Linked DNA regions of Sus scrofa: region 2 is linked to region 1. A link is a contact called in public promoter capture Hi-C data. All regions are on one chromosome and are shown on one strand. Each heading gives the region's core, a stretch centred on a gene start, on an enhancer-like site or on the middle of the called end of the contact. The rest is flanking DNA. Distances are from core to core; before and after follow the strand shown.

Region 1 (5,727 bases), core at 1,038-3,537:
CCTGCAATTTTTAAAAAATATTTTAATTTGTATTTCAACATAACTGATTTCCTCAGCAGTCCTATGGGGTTTGTTTGTTTAAGGCTACAGGTGCGGCATATGGAAGTTTCCAGGTTAGGGGTCCAATCGGAGCTACAGCTACGGGCCTACTCCACAGCAACACCAAATCTGAGCTGCGTTTGCGACCTACACCTGTAGCTCCCAGCAACGCCAGATCCTTAACCCACTGGATGGGGCCAGGGATCGCCCACATCCTCATGAATACTAGGCATCGATACTACTAGGGTTTGTTTCTACTGAGCCACAACGGGAACTCCCAGTCCTGTGGGGGTTTTTTCTTTTTTTTTTTTTAATGCATTTAAAAACCTACCACGGGAGTTCCCTGGTGGCCTAGCGGTTAAGGATTCCGTTGTCACTGCTGTAGCTCAGGTTGGATCCCTGTCCTGGGAACTTCCGCATGCCTTCGATGCGGCCAAAACCAAAAAAACCAAAAAAACAAAAAACAAAAACAAAAAAACAACCTATGACGGGGTCTTAGGTTTCAGCAGGCTGCGTGCGCAAGGAGCTCAGCGTCAGTCAACCCACACGGGGATTGGAGACTCTGTGGGTGGAGACTTTAAAGGACGCATTCTTCTTCCAGCTCCACGTGGGTGGGTCCCGGGCGCAGTCGCCCCAGCCAAAAGACCAGTACAGCCATTTCATGGGTAGGACAGGCTCCAGCCGCTGATGGTGCTGTTCCCCCCACTTCTGGAATGCACACAGCTTTATATGAAATCCACATGGTGTGCAGCGGCGGAAGGCAATGGCACGAAAGGACTTTACCAAGCTGACAGCGTACCCAGGCTCTGCCAGTTAGAAGGCTCCAGAGAGCGAAAAGGCTCAGGCCCGCTCCCCTTCTGGGGCCCCCATGGTGACAGTGCTGGGCTACAGGAAATTGGATCACCAGGGCGCTCTGCTTTCCCAGCCCTGAACTTTGGAGTGAAAAAAAACTCAACCAGAGAGCAGAATCATTGCCAAGACATATCCGGAGTCCACATACACAAATGCACGGGCTGTCGGTTAAATTCCCCGGGGGCGGAGAGCCGGCTTTGGCGGTCTTTTCCTGCCCCAGCACCTACTGGAGTCCCAGGGCCCGCGCGCCAGCTGCGACCTAGCTCTGGCCTTTGCCCCACGCCTGGTCCCAACCAGACCATCTCCTTTCCTTCAAAGGCAGAAGGCAAAGACAAGACGCGGACGGGCTTCCCAGCGGGCGCAGCTGCCCACAGCCGCGGGAGAGGAAATTCCGCCCGGGTCCCAGAGTGTGGGGTCGCGGGGTCCTGGAGTGAGACAGGGCGCACACGGGGTGGCGCCGACGGGGCGAGCTCCCCAGACCGGAGTGCCCCTCTCGCGACAGCGAACAGGCTGCGGGGAGGCGTCGGAGGCCCGGCGGAGGCGGAAAGCCCACGGGGGCTTGGAAACCGAGCGCCGCACCCCGCGCCCCAGAGGCTAGCTGGTCGCGCGGTCCCCGCCCACGACGCCCACGTCCGTCCGGCTTCGTTGGCGCCCCCAGCCCGCCTGGGCCTTCCTTCCGACGCCGCTTCAGCCTTCCACGCTCTCCCCCCAGATTGCTCCCACCTCCCGCCCGGGGTCGCACTCACGTAGATCGAGTGGATGTTGGATTTGTCGAAGAAGCGGAGCGCTGTGCTCAGCTCCAGGGCTGGGGAGACGAGGTCGTCCCCGGCCTCCAGCTCCAGGTCCCCGTGTCCCGGACCGAAGGGAAAGAGCTCCTGGTGGCTCAGGCAGCCCCCGGGCCCCGCCAGCAGCAGCTGCAGCAGCAGCGCCAGCGTCCACGCAGCCTGGCTCCAGCGGATTGCGGCCAACATGTTGCCGGACTGCTGTCCCGCAAACCAAGGGGTCGGCGGCCGGAGGCTGAGGAAGGCGGAGATGTAACCGGACGCCCCTCAGCAACCCCTCCACGCCTCCGGTCTCCCGAAGTTCCCACCCCGGGAAATAGGGGAGGGGAGGGGAACCGAGGGGAGATGGAGAGGCGCCCCGCCCCGTCCACAGGGCGCGCAGCAGAGGCTACCCAATGGCCGTGAGGGGGAGGGCGAGGGGAGACACAGAATCCCCTCGCCGTTGTGGCTGAAGCGCCCTCGTTCACGGCGGGGTAATGGGCACTGGTGGCCGCGGTTCCTGAAACTAACCCAGTTCCCATCGAACGGCCCCTCCCGGAGGTGGGAGCAGAGCGCTGAGCTCTTCACCATTGTCTTCGGGTCTGGGCTAAGTCATGGGGACCCGGCAACATGGAAATGCTCTGGATTCGGGGACACGCTGCTTGGCGGCGTCCGGAGGTCGGATTCCCCTCACATGGTCAGACTCTGGTAGGAAGAGGGGATAGTGGGTGCTGAGGATTAGCAAGAAGGGAGCAGGGCCATTTACTCGTCCATCCGTTCTCTTAACTCTTGAGTGGAAGTTCGGCCAGAAATAGGAGCCAACACGCAGAGACAAAGTCTTGAGTGTATGACATTATTCAATGTTATGTGGGGTGTGCTCCCTACGTGCCATTAGGACTGGAATAATTGGTCCAGGAGAGCGACTTTGGGGATATGGGAATCAAACCAGGTCTTCTGGAAGGGATAGAGTTCCACCAGGGGTCTGGGGAAGGAACTTTCTGGAAGCTGGAGGGCGTGAGCTCTGGGTGGATTCAAGGGGCCATCTCTCACTTGAGAATTTGGGGGAAGGAGTCCTGTTTGAAGTAAATCCTTTACTATCAAACCTAGGAACCTGATCTCTTCTAACACTGGCGGGAGTGTTCTTGACAAAGGAAGATAGGTGATGTAAGTGGTGTCCTGAATAATGGGTTGATCATTAACTTAGCGGTGGGTTGAAAGAAGAGGCAGAGGTCATCAGAGGACCATTGAGAGGGGAAAAAAAAGTAGTGAGGAAAGAAAAGGTGGAAACTGGGAAGAAATGAAGGGGAAAGGAGGAAAGTTTAAACTGGCTGGAAAGTTTTGAACCTGGAGGATTGCACAACCTCTCCTGCCTTTTAAAGTTGGGGAATGGGAGCTGCAACTTTGAGAGTTTGGATAGGTGTTTGATGTCAGACCTGTTAACTTGGAGGCATCAACAGGGTATCCTCCGTTGCCTCTCACCAGCTAAAATTAAGGGCCTGGGACCCAGTTTGGGATAATTTTTCTAATAATAGCAAATTCTCTATAATATTTAGGGAGCAGGAGTCCTGAACCAGGAGAAAATGTGAAGAAAAAGCCAGTGAAATGCACCATCGTTTTGCAATCACAAAGCCATCCCCCATTTATAGAAGAGGGACAGAGAGGCCCAGAGAGGTTAAATCACTTTGCTACAGTCACATAGCTGGAAGCCTGCATGGGACCCAGGGTGGTCCAGCTCTAAGATGACCTTAGCCACTACATGGTAGCCTCAGTATTGCTACATTTCTTTCTTTTGATGTTAAAGAGTGACTAATGCTGCCTGCAATCTGCTGCAAAATCCGGTGGCTTTTCCTTCATTTCTCTCCCAGAACTGCTTCGCTCAGAGCCTCCTCCGTTCAGCTCCAGAAGCACTTCTTGACTCTAGTCCGTGCGGTTAAGTATCCTCAGCTGCTGCACTGTCTGTCTCTGAGTTTCTGGGCTCCAGCTCTGCCCTTTTCCACAGAGAGAACTCCCTGCAGAGGCACATCTGCTCCTCTCTGCTCACCTGCATGGCTCCCAGGGCTCCAGTGTGTGCTCAGCCAGTTTCCTCCCGCCTGCACCCAGACACTCCCCTCCTTCCTACCCTCTGCTTGACAGCAGAGCCATCTCAGAAGCCATTGCCTGTCCTGGAATGCTCTCACCCCTCTCACGAATTCTCTGCCTTTTTAGTACTCAGATGGCTTCTGAAACTCCTATTGGTCCATGGAACTTTACTCAGCTAATGCAGAAGCAAGAGCAGTTCCCCACATAGCCTGTTCACAGTAGCCTGGAGTCCAGGCTGGCTGAGGCCTGGGCTCTGCTTTTACTACTCACCCTGTGAACCTGGGCAGGTTTCTATGACCTCCTCATTTGCAAGGGCTGTTCCTTTCTACAGTCAAAGGATTGTTATGAGAATTAAGACGATCCATGAAATACTCCTAGCACAGAGCTGAGCACAACGTTAAGTACTTGGCTAGTAGTAAAGCTGTCATTATTGGGAGTTCCTGTTGTGGCTCAGTGGTAATGAACCCGACTAGTATCCATTAGGGTTTGATCCCTGGCCTCACTCAGTGGATTAAGGATCCTGAGTTGCCATGAGCTGTGGTATAGGTTGCAAAGGAAGCTTGGATCTGGCGTTGCTGTGGCATAGGCCAGCAGCTGCAGCTCAGATTCAGCCCCTAGCCTAGGAACTTCCATACACCGCAGGTGCAGCCCTAAAAAGCAAACAAAACAAAACAAAAAAATCATTATTCTCTAAATGTATATTTTTCATGATTTGCACTATTTCCGCATTTACTAAGAATCCACTTTGAGTCAGACCCTCTATTAGGAATTCGAGATATAAAGATCATTAGCTCATAATCCCTTTTCTAGACAGACACAACATTACATAGTGGCATGTTTAACCCATACACGGATAGCAACAGTAGATGCGAATTTAATACTAGTAACGATTGCACAGCTGGTAGTTTTATAGCAAAGATAGGGGAAATGAGATTTGCAAAATTTTTGCACCCGGTTTCACAGTTAGTGGAAGAGCCAGGATTTGGAACCAAACTAATGTTCTTTCTACCGAACCCTCCTGCATTTTTTTTTTCTTGCCTTTTCTAGGGCCACTACCGCAGCATATGGAGGTTCCCAGGCTAGGGGTCTAATCAGAGCTGTAGCTGCCGGCCTACACCACAGCCACAGCAATGCCAAATCTGAGCCGCGTCTGTGACCTATACCATAGCTCACAGCAATGCCAGATCCTTAACTCACTGAGCAAGGCCAGGGATCAAACCTGCAAACTCATGGTTTCTAGTCGGATTGGTTAATCACTGAGCCATGACGGGAACTCCCCCTCCTGCTTTTCTGTAGAAGGAGAACTTTCTCCTTTGATTTCTATCCACAAAATGTATTTGCTCCCTTGTTTATATACAGTGTTCATGCTCTATTTTTACATATGCTTCTGTTTCCTAATTTCATTAGTATTGTCTTTAGTATATACTGTAAACAATCTGTCATTTCCTATTTATAGCCCTGTACTTACTACAGGTTGCCTGGTGCTATGCCTCCTGCTAGGACAATGTGGGCTGGGTGCCAGCCACTCCTTTAGAATTTATAGTTGCAAGTATATTTACTGTGATCATCTTCATCACATGATATTTGATTACATTTTTTTTCATTCACACTCATGGCATATGGAAGTTCCCAGATCATATTTTGCTCTGGTCACTTTATTTTATTTTGGCCACACTGTGGCATGGAGAAGTTCCCGTGCCAGGGATCGAACCTGTGCCACAGCAGGGAAAATGCCAGATCCTTAACCTCTAGGCTGCTAGGGAACTCCCACGCTGGTCATTTTCTAAGTGTATTTAATAGCGAGGTGTTTTTCTCTAGTTGTGTTATGTGCTTTTTTCCGAGATGTAAGCTCTTCGGGACAAGGATCATGTGTTTATTTCTTTTCCAAAGGTCACAATGCTGTGACCAGTGCTGTGTGCACATTAATAAAACTCAACAGTTTGAGAATTCAATAGTACTTTTTTTTTTGGCTGCACCTGCGGCATGTGGAAGTTCC
Region 2 (5,727 bases), core at 1,294-3,793, 190 kb before region 1:
CAATTCCACTTCTATGTTCTCTCCCTAAAGAATTGAAAGCCGGGACTCGAACAAATACTTGGAACTCTGAGGTTCATAGTAGCCTCGTTCACGATAATCAAAAGATGGAAGCAACCCAAGCATCCTTGATGAATGACTAGATCAGCAAAATGTGGTCTATCCATAGTGTGGAATATTATTCAGCCTTAAAAAGGAAGGAAATTCTAACACCTGCTACAACATGAATGAACCTTGAAGGTGTTATGCTAAATGAAAGAAGCCAGGCACAAAGTGAAATATGTGATTCCACTTATATGAGACAGAGTAATTAAGTGCATAGGTAGAAAGTAGAATGATGGTTTTCAGAGCCTGGAGGGGGGAATAATGAGTCATTGTTTAACAGGGACAGAGTATTAGTTTGAGAGGGGATGAAAAAGTTCGGGCAATGGATGGTGATGATGGTTGCACAATGAATGTGAATATACTTAATGCCACAGAACTATACACTTAATATGGTTATAGTGGCAAATGTTAGACTTTATATATTTTAACACACACAGGGACTAGGAGACAGAACAATTCACTGTAATCCAGAGGGAGGAGTATGAGGAAGACTTCTCGGAGGAGGTGGTTTTGTCTTGAAAAATGAGAAGAGGTTTGGTAGGCGGGACAGAAGGAAAGGGTATTCTGGGCTGAGGGAGTAACTTTGGGAAGTAGGAAGGCGATTACAAGGTAATATTCAAGAACCACAGATTATCTGGGGGACTGGGTACTTGCAGGTAAGTTACAAGAGTTGAAGCTCCAATGACAGGGTGAGGGGGGATCTGGAAGCCTCCTACATGCCAGGCGAGATGTTTGGGGTTTTTTTTCTGCAGGCAGTGGGAAGCCACTGGAGTCCTTTAAGTTTGGGGATGTGACCAAGCTTGCATTTTGAAAAGATAAGGTTCGGAAGTTGTGTGAGGGATGGATTGGAGGGGAGAGAGACTAGAGGCAGGGAGCCTGGTGGGGAGACTCTGGAAGTTGTCTCAGAAAGATGATGAGGACCCAAATGGAGAAGTCATGGGAACAGAGAGGGCTGTTGAGCAGAATGTGGGAACCAGCCAGAAGTGGGGGGTGAGAAGCTTCATGGAGCAGAATCAGACAAGGCTACTGGGCTTCTGAGTAGATGGAGTTGTCTTTTCATCCACTTCTCTCTTTTCATCTTCTTCATCCACCTCCCCAGCCAGGCTGACCCACTCCCAAGCTCTTCCAGTCTCCTGGCTCAGAACAATTGCTCAACCCTACTTGGGCTTGTTCTTCCATCCCAATCTCTAAACCCCTGACTTCCATCCTAGGCTCAGCACCTCTCTCCATCTGGCAGGCATTCTGGTTTCTCCGAGCTTTCCCTCTAATCTCATTCACAGTCTTTCCCTTCCCCCACCACTCCAGCCACAGAATTTCTTATTTATCCCTTCATAATTCGCCACTTCCATCCTTAGCTCTATGCTGTCTCCCTTCTCCTCCTAGACCAGTCTAAAGCCTCCTAAATAGTAGCACTTGAGCTCTTCTTATCATAGAGCAGGAATATGATAGAGGCTGAAGGGTTAGATAGGGCTGGCAGTGAGGGGTGAGAGAGGAAGTACCTCTTGACTGTATTGGGTTGATGCACCTTGTCTAATAACACCCCAGGGGAGCCCATCAGCACCCACTTACTGTGTGAGTCCTTACACCTGTGCTGTGCTCAGGATGAACAACCTCACTGTACTGACATCCAAGAATGACAGCTGGAATCTCTCCATTGAGGGTCATTGGCTCAGCCCATTCCAGACAGGTATCTTCCTTCTCCTTCCTCTCAGAGCAAGCAGTCTGCAGGAAGCAGCTCCTGAGAGCACCTGGGTGGCCAGGAGTTCATCTGCTTATCCCCTTCCCTGGTGGTCCTACAGCTCTCAGCCTTTACCTAGCCTGCCCACCAAAGCTGTCCACACACTTGGCTGCCACTGGAGGGTGGGTGTCTCAGAAACACTTGAATCCTATCTGTAAGGTGATTACCTTTTTCCAGGGAGCCAGGAACTCTTCCTTGTTGTCATCACTCTGTAGGCATCTTCACTGCCGGCTAATTAGCAGCCATCTACTCTTGCTGCAGTGAAACTGGAGGACCATGTTGTTATGCAAGCTGGGTCACTTGTTTGCAGTTAACTTCCGGCTTCTGTTCAGCTGACTTAGGGTTGCATCATTCTCCTGGCATTATCAGAGCATGCACAGTTGAGTTGAACAGCCTGAAGCCCCATTAGATGGCAATGGCGAACCCTGCAGCCTTTCCGATGTCACCAGAGGAAGCTGCAGGAGCAGATGGGGAAGGGTAGCTTTATGCACCACAAGAACCTCATGACACAACTTCTCCGTGGGAAGAATGGATCCTCAGCCCAAAGAGGCAATGCACCAAACACGCTGGCACTGCAGCCACCCTTTTCAAAGCCAAATCATCATTGGAAATGACTTCTTGTAAAGCCCTCTGCTGCCTCTCCGTTTGGTGATGAGGCTAGGCGGTCTGTGCTCCCAGGAAGGCAAGTGGCCCTCTCCCTCTGGCTCTTTGGCAGGAGGCCCTGCTTGGATCACGTGGCGTATCTGGCAAATCAAGTTCAATTTCTTTGCAGTGGAGCTGCAGCAGGGCTTTCCAGTTAGTGATTTTGTGGTGGCTTCTGTGAGTCAGAGTGCTCTGATTCTCTGGCAGAGGGGGAGGGCCTATGTTTGCAAGGAGCATCATCACTCTTGTTTTGAGAATTCTGCAGCCACTTGGAGGACATAGAAACAAACTAAACACCAAGCCACTGCCACTTTCACCAAACTCGTAGTGTAGTATTTCTGCCCTTCTTTTGTGCTGACATCTGCCTCTCCCTCTCTCTTTTTTTTTTTTTCTTCTGCTGTTATTCTTTTTGTATTTATTTATTTATCTATCTATCTATCTTTGCTTTTTAGGTCCTCACTCACAGCATATGGAAGTTCCTAGGCTAGAGGTCAAATCAGAGCTGCAGCTGCCAGCCTACACCATAGCCACAGCAATGAGGGATCCGAGCTGCATCTGTGACCTACACCACAGCTCATAGCAATGACAGATCCTTAACCACTGAGCGAGGTCAGAGATTGAACTCATATCCTCATGGCTACTAGTTAGATTTGTTACCGCTGAGCCACAATAGGAACTCCTATTATTTTTTATAAAAATTTGATTACAAATACTCTCATATTTTCAATCCCATGCCTATTATGGATTTCTGGATTAATATTTTATTATTAATAATAAAAAACATTTGTTTATTTTATAGATAAGAAATCTGAGACTTGTTCAATGCCACACTTTTTTTTTTTTTTTACTTTTTAGGGCCCCACCTGCAGCATATGGAGGTTCCCAGGGTAGGGGTTGAGTCTGAGTTGCAGCTGCTGGCCTACGCCACAGCCACAGCAACATCAGATTCAAGCCGTATCTTTGACCTACACCACAACTCCCAGCGATGCCAGATCCTTAATTCACTGAGCGAGGCCAGGGATCGAACCCACATCCTCATGAATGCTAGTCAGATTCTTTTCTGCTGAGGCATGACAGAAACTCCCTGCACTTCTTTCATATATTTATTTTTGATTTTTTAAAAATTTATTTATTTTTTCAATTAGTTTTTAAGTTCTCAAGTAGTTGCTTTATTCCTCTCAATTATTTGTGTGTGTGTGTATATATATATATATATATTTATATATATATATGTATTTTTTTTTTTTTTTTTTTTAGTTTTATTTTAGGAGTTCCCATTGTGGTGCAGCAGGTTAAGAATTGAGCATAGCCACAGCTATGGCATAGGTGACAGCTGTGGCTCAGAATCAATCCCTGGCTCAGGAACTTCCATATGCCATGGGTGTGGCCAAAAAAGAAAAAAAAATCTATTTTATTGAAGTAGAGTTGATTTACAAAGTTGTGTTAGTTTCTAGTGCACAGCAATGTGATTCAGTTATACATATACATGTATATCTATTATTTTTCAAATTCTTTTCCATTATAGGTTATTACAAGCTATTGCATATAGTTCCAGGCACTGTGCAGTAGGACTTTGTTTATTTTATAGATAGTAGTTTGTATCTGCTAATCCCAAATTCCTAATTTGTCCCTCCCTCAATCCTTTCTCCTTTGGTAACCATCAGTTTGTTTGTCATATTGCTTTTAAATGATAACACTGGTCAGTTTAACTTGCAGTTGCAAGCTCTTAACTACCTACTAGGCTACTCTGTGTGTGTGTGTGTGTGTGCGCGCGCACACATGTGTGTATGATACATATATAGACTATACAGATGTGCGATAAGTATTTGTTGAATTACTATTATGTATTACATGTATTTGCTCAGAACTTTCAGTGCTATTACTGTACTTAGAAATTGATATTAATTAGGTTATATTCCAGACACCAATTACAGTTAAACAAATTCATATTATAACATCACGGTGGAGTTTGGAACAATGGCTGTTAAAGTGAATATTTATAATAGGTATTATCGGATTACTTACGGTTCTCAATTTCCATGCCTGGCTAAACACTAAAGTACCTGGCACAGTCTTCATAATTGGTTCCTAAACAGATAGTTGCAAATGTAGTTTAATATTTTATGTGCCATGTATGTGTTCGGCTCTTGATAAGTATCTTTTCAATGAGTCGTGATTGCAACCCCTGCTTGCAATGTCTGTTGCTGCTTGGGCCGTGTCTGGGACTCCTCCAGCTACACTCAGTGCAACGAGGGTAGTTTGACTTTATTTACCATCCTTGGGTCAGTTCTAGTTTAGCTCAGTGACACACACCCAACAGAGACGTAAGGGTCAAAGGCACTGAGAGAAAGTTCTTTATCTTTCCAACTCAAAAACTGTCTGAATGCTAAGAGATAATAAAGTCACCACCAATGTATGTCCCTAGGGGAAAAAAAATTCTCTTTACCTTGAAAGGTTTGTTAGCTTTGTTTCACCTTGTAGCACACAAAAAAAGTCCTAAAGTATTTTGAATACCTGTGAAGACTAAAGGAAGTGTTTGCTTGCATTTATCCTGATGCTTCCTGCCTCCTTTACTTCTACTGCTGTATGAGCACCTATCACAGCTTGGTGTGCTGGATTAGTGTTTTCTTCCTGAAAGCTTTCTGGAAGCAAAACAATCTTGTGCCTATTAGGAATTTGGAGGCCCTTGTTCATGAACAGGGTGCCAATGATTCATTTGGAAGACAGGTTTCAATCATTTAGTTAAACACTTTTCTGGGATACAGACTCATATCAAAAATGGCTTAAACCTTGGGGGCAGATTCCAAAACGCCTTATATACATTTTCGGTAGCAGTGATCCTCCTTATCGGTTCTTAGGGGTCCTGGTTTTGCCAGATTAACCGGTCAATTAGGGAAAACCAAACAGTGAACTTGATTTCCTCGAAGATATTTCCAACTTGAAGAGTCTGTGGAGTTCTTACTATCCTATTACAATAAGGCTTTGAAGGAGACTCAGGCAGTTTCGAAGGAGTTAACTTTGTAAAGGTGCAGTAGTACTTTCATTTATTTAGAATTTATATCCTGCCTAGTTCTGACATGGCACAAGATAGTTGTCCAAACATAAACAATAGAAAAATAGGGTAACTTAAGATTGCAGATACAATAGGGACTCTGTAAATGGGTGAATATAACCAGTTACATGAGATGGGGTGATTATTATAGTTGCTCTGAATTTGGCCTATATTTCTGGTAACCCATGCACAA

What was found. Promoter capture Hi-C pulls out the DNA fragments that hold promoters and counts their contacts.
Region 2: a promoter capture Hi-C map of liver shows a contact between it and region 1, with 2.5 times the contacts expected there. The contact joins the promoter of LYST here to the promoter of NID1 in region 1. A contact is called at or near these places in 1 of 5 promoter capture datasets (liver) and 3 of 47 Hi-C or Micro-C datasets (embryonic fibroblasts and liver).

What each region holds. Positions count from the first base shown.
Region 1 is chr14:55,235,887-55,241,613 of Sscrofa11.1, reverse strand. NID1 (nidogen-1) reads right to left here and starts at 2,287. Exons shown (of 20, transcript XM_021073758.1): 1 at 1,638-2,287. The coding sequence starts at 1,862.
Region 2 is chr14:55,429,979-55,435,705 of Sscrofa11.1, reverse strand. LYST (lysosomal-trafficking regulator) reads right to left here and starts at 2,543. Exons shown (of 54, transcript XM_021073151.1): 1 at 2,008-2,543.